Regions from separate parts of the Sus scrofa genome. Here region 1 is linked to region 2. A link is a contact called in public Hi-C data. All regions are on one chromosome and are shown on one strand. The core of a region is the stretch at or near the end of the contact, and the rest is flanking DNA. Distances in the headings are between cores, read along the strand shown.

Region 1 (2,700 bases), core at 198-2,697, 34 kb after region 2:
CCCACTCTGCCTATCACAAATGTGCAACTCCGTGCCTGCTGCCTTCCTCTAGAAGGGAGAAGATGACCTCCCTCCATGCCCTTTGATGCAAGAGTCAAATGAGCTGCTCTACTGGATGTGACTGGATGTTGCTTTGCTTGCCTTTGATGGCTTGGTGCATTCTGAGCCTGGAGCCAAGAACACATGCTCTCCACTCTCAAAGAAATCCCACCATTTCTTCAAAGGCCCACGGCAAACCCCATCTCTGGCAAAAAGCCATCCTAGGCTCCTTTTGCCCTCTAGACCCACCCTTCATCCCTGAGCCTCCTTTTGGGGTCCCTGCCCTCTTCTGCCCTGCCAAACTGCTGGGACTTGCATAATTTGCTCTCTTATCTCTCATACGGAGACTTTATACCCTGTAGCCTTAGTCAGAGGCCTACCGCATCCTTTGCCTTGTTAAAAATTTTAGTATTTTTAGCTACAGTACTACTTACTTCTTCCAGGAAGACTTCCTTGACCCTCTCCCACCTGCAGCCACCCTCCATCCTGAGAGATACCTGGCACTTTATGCTTATTCTCATGTTAAGTGTTGACTTACTCTACTTTCCTTGTCTGTGGTCCTTAACCAGATGTTGAGCTCCTTAAGGGCAGGAATCGAGGCTCTGTCTTGGCAGTCCCAGAACTATCCCATCTGTGAAAAATACCCACCAAATGTTACATGACGTAGTACATGATTTTCTTTGATTATATTGTCACACAGTTCCTCCCCCGAGTTTATAATCCCCTTGCCTGGAGGGTGTGCAGCATCATATGTTTCTCTAGAAGGCTCAGTGCCTAGCACCTAGTAGGTACTTGGAAAACACTGGTGATTTGGTTAAGTGATTACTGAATTATCCATTGCATTGAATTCTCCCTGCTTTAGCCCTTGCCATGGCCAATGGAAAATTAATTGGTTGCAAAGTGCATATCTAATTACAACATCCCACCCCTGCCACTGAGATGTTCAAATGTTAATTATAACATATGCATCTCAATAACAGACGTTAGCATTTAATACAGCGTTAATAACTACACTTGGGCAGCCCAATGCGTACACAAAGCTCCCTTTTATCTGCCATTAGTACGGACTTAGCACTTAAAGTAAGGAAGTCCACATCCTTAAAACTGGTCTGGTCCCTAAAACCCAATGTTATCCTGCAAGCCTGGACCGCGCCTAAGCCCCCAGTTCTCCCCACGCAGAGGTTCCCATCCAAGGCCGTGCCAAGGTCGTGAGGGGAGCCGGGTTTGGTCGGCCGGTTTTGGGGTGGCTAGACTGGGCTATCTAGGCTGCTCAGGCGGCATCCCCGGCTTCCCCGCGGCGTCCCGCTCTCCAGGGCCCGCCATCCCGGGAAAGAAAGGAGAACTACATTACCCAGCAGGCCTCCCGCCGCCCTCTTTCCTTTCGAGTCTTTGCACGTGGCCGGAGGGGAGGGCGGGGACTGGACGTCACTCTTCAACATTCTCTTTCCCTGTGTCAGAGCAGGGATCATTTTTTTTCCTTCCTTTACTCCCTCCCCCCTACCCGCCCCTCCCTCCCTCTTTCCCTTCCCTCCCTCCCTCCCCTCTCTGCTGGGTTGGTGCGCTGGGGCGCCGGAGCCCCTCCGCTGCCCGGACGCACGGAACTCGAGGCAGGAGTAGGCTCTCCCGAGCCTGCTCCCTCCCTTCTCCTTCCCTGCCCCCTTCCCCCACCCCCCGGCTCGGGCTCGGAGCGGCGGCCAGAGGAACCCCGAGGTGAGCATCCCCCTGCCCGCCCCCCTCTTTTAGTCATCTCCGCTTGCGGGTCGATTCGGGGACCCGAGAGGACGGCTGCGTGACGTGCGCGTGCTTATAGATAAATCCGGGAAAACCGCCCCAAACAATTCGCCCCCTTCCCCCCTCCCTGAGTCCGGGGCGGCCAGGCGTCCGCGCCCATCCGTGGTCCCCGCCTCTGTAGAGGACCGCACTACGCGGTCTCGCCCCCTCCTCAGGTTTGCTGCTTCTCCGCAGGGTTCCCCGCCGGTAGGGGAGCCGAAGCCCTGGAGCTCCTGTGAGGAGGGGGGTTCTTGGCGGGGGGGCGCTCGGCTGGAGCTCGGCTCGCGTTGGAGCCGCGCGTTGTAGCCGCTGTCATGTGCCGGATTCCGACCCGTGGGGGGGGGAGGAAGAGAGCGAGCGTGATTCCTCTCCCTTTTGTTTTGAAGCCCGCATTTGCTGCATCAAGCAGTTGGTTTAGTAGCGGCCAAACTTGCAGCTGTTTTGACCGCGCTCCGCTGAGGTAGGGAGCGCAGCTCCGGGTGGCGGCTCCCGGCCGGAGGCTGCTGCGCTCGCGGCTCCCGGAGGGACCCGGAGAGAATGTCTCCTCGCTGCCCCTCCCTCCTTCGGTGACTGATTGTGTCAGTGGCAGCGGCCGCGTGTGAATGTGTGTGCGCGCCCGTCCCCGCGGGCGCGGGGATGTCTGTCGTCTAGACAGGCTGCTCCCTCCCTCCGTCCCTGGTGAGCCCGCGGGCCGCGGGGGGCGTGGGGGATGGGAGCAGAGGAGGAAACTGGATCGGTGGATCCATTGCAGTCGCAGCTTTGGACATTCCCCGCAGCGGTGATTGTGTTGGCTTATTTATTATTATTCTTGTCGCCGCTGTGTATCTGGGCCTAGGGAATAGATCCATCGGCGGAGCAGGGGTTAAGTTGACAGGCTCTGAAAAACCAGCT
Region 2 (2,700 bases), core at 51-2,550:
CTTGCTCAGTGGGTTAAGGATCTGGCATTGCCGTGAGCTGTGGTGTAGGTCACAGATATGGCTCAGATCCCAGACTGCTGTGGCTGTGGTGTAGGCCGGCAGCTGCAGCTCTGATCCAACCCCTAGCCTGGGAACCTCCATATGCAGTGGATGCGGCCCTAAAAAGCAAAAAATAAATAAAATTTTAAAAAACACAGCAGGTTTTGTTACTCTTAGATATTTTTGGACAATATCCATCAGACAAACCCAAGTCATTAGTGTCACTAAGTTCCCTAGAGATTTCTTGTAGTAATCTGGACTCTTTGTTGCAAGGAAGGCAGAAACACAACCCATCGGGAATCTTTCTCCACCCCTGGCTGTCATTTCCTCTGGGGTCGCATCCTTCTCCCACATCACCATGCGGTGGCAAAGGTGACCGCCAGTGACTTCAGGCTGCTCCCACTCTCCCGCATTGACCTCCCCACCCCCCCATCCCCACATGAAATAGACATCTTAACACCTTAAAGAAAGCCCTAGAATGACTCCCACCAGCTTAGACGGTGTCCCCAGGCCCATCTCATAGGTCCTTGCAGAACCCGATTGACTAGGTCTGAGTCTCGGCTCCATTTCCTAGAGAAGGATATGTCTCCAGAGAGGAAGGTGACACTGCTATTCCCAGGAGAAGGGGACAGGACACCCTCAGTAAATGTTAACTGCCTGCCCTTTCTCACCCCACCACAGAGGAAGCCCTTTCTATTTCTCTGGAGCCCCTCGAATGATCTGATGCTTCTAGGTTAAAATGCACTCAATGGATTTTAAGTATATGTTATATGTTATAAAGTTCAAGGGCACTTCTTTGAGTTGAAGCAAAACTGCCTTTTTTGTTTCCTGCCCACGCCATGCAGAAGTTCCCGGGCCAGGGATTGAACCCCCGCCACTGCAGTAACCATAGCCACAGCAGTGACAACGCCAAATCCTTACCCTGCCAAGCCACAAGGAGCCTCCCATAACTGCCTTTAAATGCTGATTGTGAAATCCTACATGAGAACATTGTGGAAGGATCAAAATGAGAGCTATTCAGATTTGAAAGTGAAAGGAATAAAAAACAAAACAAGACAGGACGGGAAGTTGATATGAAGAGAAGGAGATCTTCTGCATACAGAATATACTGGAATGAAGACTGTGCAAAGGCTACAGAGAAAGGAGAGTTCCTGGCTTCTGCTCCAGAAATTCTTCTTACTTTTATGCTTGTGATTTCCACGGTCCTAACTCAGAGTGACCTTCCTTCAGATCCCCGCTACTCTGACTTACTAGTGGTGTAAGTTGACAGCGGAACATGTTTTATTGTCCAAATCAAGAGTGTTTCGAAAGTGAAAGGGGATGTTATTAACAATTTCACAAGGGCAATGTGATGCATAGGCATTCCTCTCTTAAGCAAAATGATAAATACTTATGTTTCTAGCAGCACATAACAATACATATAATATCTGCTCCGTACTTATTATTAAGCTGGGCTCAGTTCTTTCTATACCCTTTGTAATCCTATGGTGTGTGAACTATTATGATCCCCATTTTTTAGATGAGAAAATTGAGGCTTGAAATAACTTTATATATGTATTTTTTTAATTTTTTTTTTTTTTTTTTTTTTTTTTTTTAGGGACAGACCTGCAGCACATGGAAGTTCCCAGATAGGGGTCCAATCAGAGCTATAGCTGCCAGACTATGCCAGAGCCACAGCAACGCAGGATCCGAGCGGCGTCTGCAACATACACCACAGCTCAAGGCAACGCCGGATCCTTAACCCACTGAGCAAGGCCAGGGATCGAACCCACATCCTCACGATCCTATTGGGTTCATTAACCACTGAGCCACAAAGGTAACTCCTGAACTAATTTTACCAAGATCTAGGGGACACCATATTTCAGTCTTCCTATAACTATATGGTAATGGGACTGTGAAGAACCATTAGAAGGAGTTCCTGTTCCAACTAGTATCCATGAGGATGCAGGTTCGATCCCTGGCCTTGCTAAGTGGGTTAAAGGACCTGGCGTTGCTGTGAGCCATGATGTAGGTGGCAAAGGCAGCTCGGATCTAGCATTGCTGTGGCTGTGGCTGTGGCATAGGCTGGCAGCTGCAGCTCCGATTAGACCCCTAGCCTGGGAATCTCTGCCTGCCACAGGTGCAGCCCTAAAAAGACAAAAAGAAGAACCGTAAGAACTTGAACATCTAAATGGGTCTCCTTCCTGGGAGCACTTATCTTGAGAAACTATTCCACTGTCCAGGGTTCTCATTATTAAACACACTTGGAATTATGATTTGGAACATCCCACAGATCTTGAGGCACATGTGTTTTTTAAATTTTTATTTATTTCTACCGAGATATAACTGCCACATAACATTATCGCACTTTCAGGTGTACAACATAACGATGTGATGTTTGCTACACATCACAAAATGATCCCCACAATAGGTCTAGTTAACTTCCATCATCATCCATGGTCACAATTTTTTTTCTTGTGATGAAAACATAAGATCTCTCCTAACAACTTTCCAGTCTACAACACAGGATTATTAACTATGTAACCATGCTGTACATTATTCCATCCCTACAAACTTCCTTATTTGACAACTGGAACTTTGTAGCTTTTGACCTCCTTCCCCCACTGTACCCTCCCCTCCAGGCACTTGTTGAGAATCATTTTTATGGTAATAAGTTTCATC

Evidence for each region. A called contact is a pair of places that touch in the nucleus more often than the background predicts.
Region 1: a contact with region 2 is called in a Hi-C map of subcutaneous adipose tissue, with 2.1 times the contacts expected there. The contact joins the promoter of CTIF here to the enhancer-like site in region 2. A contact is called at or near these places in 7 of 47 Hi-C or Micro-C datasets (adipocytes, embryonic fibroblasts, fibroblasts and 3 more).

The regions. Positions count from the first base shown.
Region 1 is chr1:98,131,866-98,134,565 of Sscrofa11.1, forward strand. CTIF (CBP80/20-dependent translation initiation factor) reads left to right here and starts at 1,448. Exons shown (of 12, transcript XM_013992850.2): 1 at 1,448-1,749. It overlaps LOC106508955 (a long non-coding RNA gene), which reads right to left and starts at 1,476. Exons shown (of 3, transcript XR_001306118.2): 1 at 1,391-1,476; 2 at 578-670.
Region 2 is chr1:98,098,346-98,101,045 of Sscrofa11.1, forward strand. No RefSeq gene overlaps it. Among named protein-coding and RNA genes, the nearest start is that of CTIF, 34 kb to the right of the region's middle. Within about 2 kb of position 1,301, at least 10 of the 83 cell types and tissues checked have an H3K27ac peak or open chromatin away from gene starts, as enhancers often do. A contact at or near this core is called in subcutaneous adipose tissue, where this site is marked.